Regions from separate parts of the Hordeum vulgare genome. Here region 2 is linked to region 1. Evidence: chromatin contacts called from public Hi-C data. All regions are on one chromosome and are shown on one strand. The core of a region is the stretch at or near the end of the contact, and the rest is flanking DNA. Distances in the headings are between cores, read along the strand shown. Region 1 holds the start of LOC123402980 (ethylene-responsive transcription factor RAP2-4-like). Region 2 overlaps LOC123401911.

Evidence for each region. Hi-C and Micro-C count contacts between places; a contact is called where the count stands out from the background.
Region 2: a contact with region 1 is called in a Hi-C map of seedling, with 2.1 times the contacts expected there. The contact joins the enhancer-like site here to the promoter of LOC123402980 in region 1. A contact is called at or near these places in 2 of 6 Hi-C or Micro-C datasets (leaf and seedling).

The regions. Positions count from the first base shown.
Region 1 is chr6H:500,993,249-500,999,236 of MorexV3_pseudomolecules_assembly, reverse strand. It overlaps LOC123402980 (ethylene-responsive transcription factor RAP2-4-like), which reads left to right and starts at 3,323. Exons shown (of 1, transcript XM_045096953.1): 1 at 3,323-5,254. The coding sequence starts at 3,944. The coding sequence ends at 4,936.
Region 2 is chr6H:501,397,263-501,403,250 of MorexV3_pseudomolecules_assembly, reverse strand. It overlaps LOC123401911, which reads right to left. Exons shown (of 6, transcript XM_045095775.1): 6 at 5,444-5,896. The coding sequence ends at 5,834. Among protein-coding and RNA genes, the nearest start is that of LOC123401911, 12 kb to the right of the region's middle. Within about 2 kb of position 3,575, at least 2 of the 3 cell types and tissues checked have open chromatin away from gene starts, as enhancers often do. A contact at or near this core is called in seedling, where this site is marked.

The sequences.
Region 1 (5,988 bases), core at 2,074-4,573:
GGGCATCGATTGGATCGAAACCCATCACTTGGTGTGTCCATGATGGAGTCTCAAATTGTGTGCCCACTCGGAGTGCGCCGGACCGGTGTGTCACCTAGTCCCAGTGTTGTGGCTTGGATGGGGCATCCGACTTTAGACGTTAGGTTTTGGTGCGATGTCTGTTTGGTATTTGGCACGGACATTCGGCTTCCCTTCATCAAGGGGATAGGAGTAGCGGCATGTGTTGCCAAGATGGTGGCATCAGACTTATTGATGTATTACTTTATAAGGTCTTGTTGCATAATTAATAACATGGCTGCATGCATCGTCTAGATGCAGAGGCCGGATACATCCTCCTTTTATAAAAGTAAAAAATAAAAAAATGATGGAGTCTCAAATGTCCGCACACAGTGAGTCGTCAAGCCTCAAATAATTCATTCTACAGTTGTACTTCATATTAGAAACGTCAACTTCAGAGTTCAAAACAAGAAATCTCAAATCCATACTATTACATGTAACGTAAAACGGCATTTAAGCAAAGCTTGTCTGCCTACCTCGTGCCCATATTTGATGGCCGTATGCACTCCCCAGAGTGTTGGTCCGATCATCAGCGAGCTAGAGTAGGACATGTGACACTGTCGGCTCACTGGAGTCAAGGCCGGTCCTGAATTTTTGGGGGCCCGGGGCAAGCCTAAAATTTGGGGCCCTTAATATAGCACTATACCTATGTATGCATATGAATATAACAATGTTACCAGTGATCACATAAATGCATTGAAAATAAACATTCGTATCAAATTATTTGTGCATATTTATTACCTTTAAAATTATTATAACAATACTCTCACTTATGATGGATCAATAGCTCTTCCCTCTGATTTGATCAATTCAACCACACGGTGTTTCCTTTTCATTTCCTTTTATCAAAACCGATATATTCTAGTCAACATGATGATGCACCCAATGCTAAAATTTAAAATAAATTGCATCAAAGAATGAACGCTGCAATTTGTGCAGGATATATGGGAGACAAATTACTTAATTAGTAATATATAACACTATATGGGATAGGAAACAAAAATGGCAATACGGTATTACTGGGATAAGTCGGATCGGCATCGTTGATCACCTGATCTAGCGCTCGCCGATGATGAGATGTAGCTTGGCGTGGCTTGTGACCGGAAATTCTTGGTGATGTGTGTATGCATGCAACGCCTTCAAATTAGAAAACAGAATCGGTGTAGTTCGTCGCGTCGCAACTTGCAAACATGCGTCAGGGCCATCCGTCCGCCCACCATGGCCACATCCACTTTGACCCCAGCATGGACGCCACCCGCCGTCTTGCCGTTGTCGCCGGCCGCGTCGATCTAGGAGGAAGAAAATGCAACGAAGAGAAAAAGGAACAGACTAACTGCCCGGTTTTTCTGGTCAAGAAATAGCGGAGTTTGAGGAATGGCGGAACATATCACGATCATAGAAGAGTTACATGCTAATTTTCAGGACGTATTTTTTTTTGGATAAATTGTATCTGGCTAGGGAACACGTATTTTCTCAAAAGGGAAGGTTAGGAAACACGTACAGAACGAGGAACAAACGAGTACTACAGCCGTCAACATTTTGGGCCTCTCGGGGCCCCTCGATTTTGGGGGCCCGGGGCGGTCGCCCCCCTGCCCCCCTCAGGGTCGACCCTGATTGGAGTCGAGCTCTCGCTGTCTCGCGTGTCCTACTCTTTCTCGTTGGAGCCCGCAACCCGGACGGCGCCGATGAATGTGAGACCGAATGGATCCCTCCCGGGAGGAGCTGACGTCCACTACGATGAGGCGCCCGCACTGGTTCACCATACGGGACGCCGGAGAATGCAACTCCGCCTCATCAACGTCCACCGCCGCAAGGCATGCCACTGCCTCCCGTGCTTGCTGCCTCGCATGGCGGGCACACCGTGCCATGTTTGTGTGTGAGGACGCCCATGTTGCGTCCTCCAGCTCGGCATAATAATGGATGGGTTGTGCGTCCGCCCCCGTTGTCGGATGCGAGACAGACATCACCAAATATGGTGAGGGGACGACAGCACCGCTACCGGCGGATTCTCGACCAAAGGAGTCTATGCACTGCCGTCGGGCGGCCTCCTCCCGAGAGCGGTGGAGCGCAAGCCGAACGATCATCTCCTCCTCGGAGCCCCGTGAGATGAGCTCATGGTGGACGAATGTGGAGGTGTAGGACTCGGATCCACTAGCCGCCATGCCGAAGAAGGCCAGAGATCGCCGAACGAGAGCTTGGGTGGCGAAGTGATGGAGGGGACTGAAGTGGCTAGGGTTTGGTCCGTACAGAGGATCGAGATGAATATATATGAGGTCGGATGGGCCAGCAGGGGCCGGACTCGTCGTGGCGGACGCGCGTGGTCCTCCCCATATCCGCCTCATATTTGGGCTGGATATAAGGGGTGTCGGTCAGCCTGACTGTTTGAGGCGTATGTCTCGATCATATTTTGCGAATGGTCACTGATTAGGCTCTCCGTCTGGACGTTTTAGGCGGGTTTAGGACGTCCGATTATAGATGCTGTAACGAGGAATTTTGTTTTTGTTTGCCATTTTTTTTTTGAAATATAGAACGACATTCGTGGGAAACGTGGGAAAAAATGATGCTCCAAAATATGTTTGAAAATAACATCTTGGAGCATCGATATTTTTGTTTGCCATATTTTTCACGATTAACAACTGGTGATAAAATTTTGCAAGCAATTGAAACATTTATCAATATTTCACACATAAAAGAATCATTTCTTGTGTTTTTTTTTTTTGATTTTCCTGTTTGCTCGAGCTCATATGAGCTCGGGATAAGAACAACCGTGTCTAAACAAACAGACTAAACAGAAGATTACGAAACTAATGTAGAAAAAGATATGTACATGTGAAAAATGATTTAGCACCTTATTTTAAGCAGTGGGTTCGGAGCTCTTGGCGCAGCTCAGAAGCCGAATTCCGGAGCAGAGCACAAAGGGCAGGGGCAGCACATTGTGAGGTCAAACGAGCGCACCACCACCCAATGAGACGAGGCCACTTGCACAGAACTACAGCGTGGAGATGATCACCCGCGTGTCCGGAGCACAAGTGGCGGATCCTCATTGGCCGCAACTTGCGGTTCCCGCGTGCTGCCCGGCGCGTGCTGACGCCATGGGCGAAAGCAACGTCTCATTTTTCAAAACCGCAGTGCAGCTCCCAACAGAACAAGAAACGATTAACGAAATTAACCCCAATCACATCGCTTTGTGGCAGCAAATTGCACGGCGGGTGGGCGTTGCTTGGCTTGGCGTGCACTGCCGGCGGGAGCCTGGCGCTATAAAACGCCCGGGCGCGACGCCCCTTCTTCCTCAGAGAGACGCCTCAACCCCCACCACCCACCGACTGCAAACGCGCAGCCAGCCACATCCCATCCCATTCCACTCCACGGTGAGGTTGAGCGATCTGACGAGCCCTTTGAGCAGCGACGACGACGGCAGGTTTGTTCTCTGAACTTCTCTGGTCTTTTTAGCAGCAGCCAGCAGGACCACGCGAGAAACAGAGGCCCTGCTCAAGGGGTCCTTCTTCTGGGATTATTAGATCGGAAGAAGCGCTCTCCTCTTGCTCGGGGCTCCTCTTGATTTCTTGGCGACCTCACCACTCTCCTAGAGGAACAGAGATCCAGAGAACCTTTTTTCTCTCCTGGATTCTTGCCTTTCTTTTTCCTTTTCTTTCTGCCTTCCTTAATTTGCCTCGGCACGGCCGGAAAGGGTTCTTTTGCAATACCCTTCGAGTTCGTCCGGATTTATTCCCTGTTTTCCCCTCGTTTCTCTAATTTTATTGAGGAACAGGGCCCTTTTTTTTTCCCTTCCTTTCTGCTTGCACGAGAAAGCTCCTTTTTTTCCGTCCCGTTTTTGGTTCGCCCTTCTCTGCATCACCATCTTCTTCTTCCTCTGTCCAAAGCCCCCATGGCCGCAGCCATAGACATGTACAAGTACAACCCCGCCACGCACCAGATCGGCTCTGCCTCGGATCAGGAGCTCATGAAAGCACTCGAACCTTTTATCACGGGTGCTTCCTCCTCTTCCTACCCCTACCCCTACCAGTACCAGTATTACTCTTCTCCTTCCATGACCCAAGATTCATACACGGCCACCCCATCATCGTCGTCATCCTACGCCTCGTTCGCAGCCCCTCCTCTACCCACCACCGCGCCCTTCTCGCAGCTTCCGCCGCTCTACTCCTCCTCTTCGCAGTATGCCGTGAACAACGGATCCATGGGGCTGGCCCAGCTCGGCCCGGCCCAGATCCAGCAGATCCAGGCCCAGTTCTTCGTCCAGCAGCAGCAGCAGAGGGGCCTGGCTGGCGGCTCCTTCCTTGGGCCGCGCGCGCAGCCGATGAAGCAGTCCGGGTCGCCGCCGCCGCGCGCGTCCGCCGCGGCGCTGGCGCTGGCCGGAGTGGCGCCCGCGCAGTCCAAGCTGTACCGCGGAGTGCGGCAGCGCCACTGGGGCAAGTGGGTGGCGGAGATCCGCCTCCCCAAGAACCGTACGAGGCTGTGGCTCGGCACCTTCGACACCGCCGAGGACGCCGCGCTCGCCTACGACAAGGCCGCCTTCCGCCTCCGCGGCGACCTGGCCCGCCTCAACTTCCCGTCGCTCCGACGCGGCGGCGCCCACCTGGCCGGCCCGCTCCACGCCTCCGTCGACGCCAAGCTCACCGCCATCTGCCAGTCGCTCGCCGCGCCCTCGTCCAAGAACTCCGCCGAGGCGGAGCCGGAGCCGGAGTCCCCCAAGTGCTCCGCGTCCACGGAGGGAGAGGACTCGGTGTCCGCCGGGTCCCCGCCGCCGGTCCCGGAGATGGAGAAGCTGGACTTCACGGAGGCGCCGTGGGACGAGTCGGAGACCTTCCACCTGCGCAAGTACCCGTCCGTGGAGATCGACTGGGACTCCATCCTGTCGTGAACAGCAAGCAGCTACTACCACTACCAGTACAGTCTTCGTTAAGCTCCGTAGCTATGATGTAATTTCTCCTTGGATCGAATCGGCGGCTGCTCTGGCCCGACGGCATTTTAGACGTCGGCCATGGCTGCTGCGAGTAGCTAGCAGTAGCAGTAGCAGTAAGAAGCCAGTGGTGTTTAGTGCTGTAGTAAGGTCGTCGCTACTACGTGGTGTAACTGATCTCCTGGTTGACCCGCCGGCAGTTTTTTCACGGCAAAGGCGGCCAGTCGAGAGGTGTAATCGTGTTTACCCGTTGGAAATTGCACTAGCTTAATTATGTAACCATATGCGTGCCTGTCTCTTGGTGCGCTGCTACTGATGCAGTGATGCATGTGTGGAGTGTGCTCTTGCAGTCTTGCTGTAAAAAAAATCATGCGTGCATCCCTGAGTTGTGGCCTAGGCAGATGCTTCGTGGTGCCTTTTCTGATCGTGCCAAAAAGTACAGTACACTACATGATGATAGCTTTTCAGAAACAAAAGTATGATGACGGCATCAGGCTGTGCTTGTTGGAAACATGTCTATGCATGGGAGGCGAACTCACGACTACACGTACACTGACATGCGAAGGCCGATCATGATTCATTGATTTTCATTCATGGGACTTGAGCATATGAAGGGAGCAGAGTTGTGGCTTCAAGTTCATATGCTACCCAAGTCAACACAACATAGAGCAGAAGAAGGTTGCCACACGCCAGGCCCGCCAAGGGAAGCGCAAACTCACACTTAACAGCAACAACTTATTCACACGCAGCACCCAAGTTTGTAAGGTCGTTGCCTATGTCGGCTGGTATTATAACCTCTTCCCCCAAAATGATAAGCACCAAGTTTCTACTCATGTGTTTGGCTCTTTGACCTCGGCCCTCTTTCTAGCCTCTGCCTAGTTAAAACTGTGGTCCGTCAGTGTTAATTTACATGTAGTTGTATCCAACTTCTAGTCCCATGGCTGCCAATCTTGTGTGTTGTTTGGTTCGGTCGCAAACGAAAGCACTCTTAAGTCTTAACATCACACACGCAT
Region 2 (5,988 bases), core at 2,326-4,825, 400 kb before region 1:
ATGCAACTAAAAAGTAGATGATCAACATACTCTCTCTCATGAAAGATGGCCATACATACAATATACTCTACATACTCCATCTTTGAGAATTCAACACTGAAACGGTTTTGAAGAGGCCGGGTGTGTTGCTAATTGTGCGTGTATCCCCTTGCCGTTTCATTTTAAGCTAATAAAATTCACCCTTTATCAAATAATTAATTTCTCATAGAACTAAGAGTTCAGAGATAACTGGATCAGAATAACTATAAATTCATATAAGTATAGAAGGATTGGACATATTCACAAACAGATACTCGTCAAAGAAATAGATGTATCTAGACATATTTTAAGTTTTAAATATGTTTATTTTTACTCATTTCCGCATCAAGTAATTCCGGACAGGGTGAGTATTTCTGGCAAGGATCAATGTCTTTGCACAAACAATTTCCCTACGCTATAGAATCAACATTTTCGTTACACGACAAGCCAAGAGAATAAACCCATTACGAAATCGTAAGCTACGAGCGAAACAGAAGCGGCCGTCTCATGCCACGAAGAAAGAATCGTGTGATCCAGATCTACCCAAAAAAGGGGTTGCCGCTGGCCCACTCTACCACGCACCGTCTGGCTGCCACTAGCAATAACAGTGCCAGCCAGTGGAATCCTTCCAGAAATACCACGTCCACGCATGCGACCGACTTGTCTTGACGGAGGCTGTAATAAGAAACAGGCCCGCGCGCCACTGACGGGCAACGGCGTGGCGCTAGCTCTTGCCGTCGGCGTGGCTTTCGGCCCTGGCCCCGGCGCCTGGCGGCGGCCATAGTTCAAACTTCAAAGCGACCGGAATTATGGACCGCGGTCACCCGCACGGGCGGACGTCGTAACGTCACGCAACAGCAAGGCCCCCTGAGGCCGTCGGACCGATCGGGCGGCGAGGTCGACCGGCGACGTCGACGTCGGTCCGTGCGTCCGTCTAAAGAAAGACCGACCAGATCCGTACGTGATGCGCCGAAGCCCATTAACTACTGTACTAGATAGAGCCGTAAGCGTGTTCGAAGCTCTTGCACTCTATTCACTTGTTGTGGCTCTGGCGAGGCTCACCCCACGGTGGGTGGCCCATCGGCCAGTCACATCACAAGTTCAGCTACTACAGAGCTGGAAATGTCAGATTGCAAAGGAGCCGGACGTGCTTGCGCTGATGCGACGTGTCCGGTGACAGTGAGCGAGCTTCCTGCCGCATGCATTCACGTGCATGTTCGCTGTACTTCGGAGAATCGGAGTTCAGTTCCCGGTGAACGCAGCACCTTGTCCAGACTCCAGAATTACAGTGGATGGCCAGCATAAATGTGTAGATCGATCTCCATATCTAGCCTCCGCGTGATGTGTGGATAACTGAATATAGTAGCTCAGTAACTGACCGAGGAGGAAAACTGGAGGAGAGTGCAGAGGACGTCGCTCTAGTGGACTTGCTGTGCACAGTGGACTGGCCCTGCCACTGTGGGTGTGGGTGTTGATTGTTGAAGCGTTCAATGTTCAAAACCGATCGACGGAGACCTGCTTTTGGAAAACACGTCGGGATCGTCAAGATTTTAGGGACGATCGATCGTCGCCTCGTCTAGGAGTAGGAAGTCGATGGCTCTATCTAAAGTTGGAATGTTTCCCCAGGGATGAGACTTGCGACCAAATTAAGGTCCAAAATGAGGTAGTGATGGTAGGTTTCTCGACAGCAATGTGCTACTAGCTAGGTAGTTATGATCCCACCACCCTGAGAGCCGATAACAAAAGTCAGTCTGCCTGCATTTTAAGGATCCTGTGCTGTTGAAGTGGTGATGATAGGTTGGTACGGCGTGTCGGTGCATGAGGCGGTGGAGACTGCACAACTTTCATTCCGTGTTCCAGCCAGGGCCGGGAAGAAATAAAAAACAACGAGACTTAGTGGATCAAGTTAGGTGGCGATTAGGTGGCTGGCAAGTTATCGTGTAGCCAATCCACAGGTTTCGTGGAGCTACGTTGGTGAAGAGCTACCTTTGTTTATAAATATAAGACGTTTTGGTGGTATAGATTAAATTGCTAAAACGCCTTAAATTTAGGAACAAAGGGAGTACATGTTTATCTAGTCTAAGGTTCTGTTTGAAATCATAATAGATTATGATAATTTGGATTATGAAGATAGATTATATAATCTGGTTTATAAAAATAATTTAGGTGGGCATGTTTGAAGTTTAGATTATATAGAATGTAATACAGGTTTTACATTGCATAATAACATGTCTGTCCTCTATTTTCTTTTTTAAAGATGGGGATGACGGTGGTAGAAATGTAATTATCTCCAACTTTACAAGGATAATGGATCATTAGCAATCCGTAATCCGATTTTAACTGGGATAGGATAGATTGTGAGTTTTTAATAATATATCGATCTAATTTTTATAATTTATATCATAATTTATCATGTTTAAAAAATAAAATAAAATATGAAAAGTGAATTATATAATCCGAGTAATTTCAAACAAGGCCTAAGACGTAAACATTGATGAGTCTGGAATGCCACTGTCCTTTTGTGAGTATCCAACCATAAAATGATTCGCTTATAGTTATGTCTTTTACCGCCACGAGTTCCTTCCTTGCTCCAACCACCGCCATTATTTCGCCCACGATGCTCGATGGATCACAGGCATGGATCGACGCTCGGAAGATAACACCAACATCAACACCATTGTAGCATTGGAGCTGGAGCCCAGAGATGGCACCTTTATAGGTGAGGCCGGCCGTATAGACTCGACATTTGTCTGGTCCATAGCTAGCCTACAGTGCACACACGACGTATATAGATGTGGAGATATAGCATGGATGGGATGGATCGGACGGGCGGGCAACGCAGCGTTTTGTTCCCTTGCGCGCGTTTGCTTGGATTATTGCTGGCTATGGCTAGCTTCCCATACCTAGAAGAAAGAAACTGCGCGCATCAATCCGATCCACACCGATGCTCCCGAGACGAGGACGACGACAGACAGCGTGGAGCTCGCCGCACATGGCGCCCGTTAGAGCATTACAGCCGGATATAACAAATATGATTTTTTAAACGCTTGTAAACGCGTTCGGTCAGTGATCGAACGTTTTCTCTATTTATCTGTTCGTACAATTGTATTTTTTTTTCTTTTTCATATGTCTGATCATTTATACATAATTGATGAAGAAAAAGAATGAGAAAGAAAATAATGAATAAAAAAACAAGAAGATGGTTCAGAATGGGGTCGCGTTTTACGTGATGGACTGTCTGACCGCGTCCGCGAGCCCTCATACTCTTGTTATATTTAATATGAATATGAGGATTTGTGGACAATTTAGACGTATATATAAAAATGACACGAAGAATCCGGTTAAATCATTTTTTTCCTCTCATGTCCGATCACTGATCGGACATGTGTCCGATCACTGATCGGACATGTGTACAAACGTACGGGGTAATTTGATGCGTCGGCTTTAGATCCTCCTTGGTTGGTACGTTCGTCGGCGCGGATGCTTCGAACAATCATCGACCGTATGAGACTCCGGGGAAAAGACACGCCTTCCAGGTCACCGCGCCGCACGCGCATGCATGCACTCGGCGTCCTCCATGATTGATTGATTGCTCGCTCGTGGCTCTGTCCGTCTAGTGCTGCACTGCTGCTGCTCGTGTGCATCCGTGAGATTGGTTGTTTTTTCAAGCACAAAAGCGCCATGAAAGATATATTTTTTTATAAAAAAGCGACATAAATTCTGGCATCGTTTTCTGCTCGAGTGTTGAGCTCGACATGTATGGGACTGTTCCCCCGGTTCGCAGGATCGTGCTTCTTGATCTTGGTACTATGAATAGCCAGGACAGGTCCACAGTTAAGCCCATCGAGAGAAGGCTGCGTCAAATTTGACGTATATGCAGTGTACACCCATGTTTATTTCAACGAATGCCAGTGTGTCTATTTGGCAGCTAATTGGCCGAATTTTTTTTTAAAAAAAAAAACTGGAAAGGTTGCCGGAATTCAGCTGTGAGTACGCAGTAGATAGATCCAGTGGGTTTTCTTATCTCAAAAGAGTTGGTGAGAATGTTGGGGGGCGCTGTCTGTCCGCGACCAAATTCCTTGGCCTCGCCGGCATGCACGCACGCACGCATGGCCTGCCCGATTGTTTAACGAAGTTTCCCCGGGAAAAAGAGAAAGCGCGCCATTAGTCTATGCTCGCCTCAACATAATGCTCGCGGCAACGGCGAAGTGACAGGCAGATCTCGCGCTTTTGCCACCACCCACTGAAGTGTGTATCTGCCAAAAATAATACCATGTTGGAGTGTTGGTTCGGCCGACGACGCTCGTCTCATGGGTCGTGACCTTGCGCATGGACGTGATCGAGTTGTTGGCCAAGATCATGATGGGGACGGCTAGCGTACTACGTAACAGCAACAGCCAACATATAGGCAAAGTTCATGTGGATATGGACAACCGCGCTTGGCACGCGCGCGTGCCGAGCAGAAGGATCGATCGACGTGATGTGCCCATTTGGTTGGGGCCGTTCTTGCACTGACGACATATATATGCTGCCTGCCAGTGCCAGGTAGCTTGGCACGAACGCCACACGCAGGGTACAGTACTAGTACTACAAGTTGACAACTTTAACTGATCATCAGTGCTTGGGACGGATCATGGATCGTGGATGGTCTGGTCGATCCGTTGGGGGTTTTCAATGCGCCACATCACAGCAAGCAACGACGATGCCTTGCGACCGTTTCGATCATTCATTCATCTGCGCATTTATTGGGGAGAAGACATATGCGTGAGTTGCTTGGCCTTAACGCAAAGGAACAGCAGCATCGATCAGGGGTGATTGGCCTACCGCCCCCTTTTTTTGCACTTCAGTTTGTGCACTTGAATTTTTGCGTGGTGCAATGCAAGCTCCGGGGCCTGGTTCGCGGAACAGCTTCTGTCCTGGCAAGAGGATTTCATCATCATCGTCATCATCATGGGACAAATAACAAATTTCATTGCCTCTCCGGCCAGCGAGGGATGGTTGTTGGACTTGGACCAACAGCCCGCGGCCACGACCGGCGGAAGTGGATCGCCGTTCCGCAGTGTCGCATTTCACATGATTGATGGGATGGTGGACACTACGCCGCGAGATTACGGCATCCAGTCACGGCACCGACGGCGATTTTGTGGCTCCTAGCAGATCCAATCTAGCATATGGATAACTTTTATGCCCAATTTCTCGCGTCGGAAACAGAAGGCGGCAACGCACTTGCAGAATCAAAACCACTAATACAAAGATCTTACCCGTTTCAAGATTTCTGACGGGCAGAAAAAAATAAGTTATGTAGGGGAACAAACACTGAGCAATCAATCATCAACGGCAGCACCTAAAAATAACAAACTATTGAAAGTTGTCACGTGATGCGGCAAGAGACGGTGGAAACATCAGCGGCAAGCACCGAAAAACGAATCAAAACTAAGTACATTATTTCCACTTCCCGTTTGGCTCTTTGGAGAGCAGGAAACAAAATGGTGCGATCTCACAGCCAGGTACAACTGAGCTACTGAATGGACTCCTGTCACAAACCTACAGTTCCTGACTCCCCCACTAAGATTTTTACAGAAGCATTTCCTAGACGATCTTCAGAGGCTAAGATGTTGGCCTATGTTTAAGTTAGGAGTAATCACTACGCCCGAATTCCCTACTTGATAACCCCCTAACTTTCTAGTTGGCACTTGGCAGGCAGACACCATACACATCTTGATTCAAAAGAATCCGGCTTATCCTACTACACCCCAGGGCAACAAGTTTACCAGAGCACAATCATGCAGGACTCGCCTTCGCAAAGAATTGATGATCAGATCTTTAGATCTTTCTTGCAGTTGTCTCTCAGGTCCTTTAACTTGACAACAGCTGAATGCTGCACAAATAGGGGTTTTGAGAACATTAGCACATGATCATATACTGACAATGCAATCAAGCAATGAAATACTCCAATCCAAAGTAAGGGAA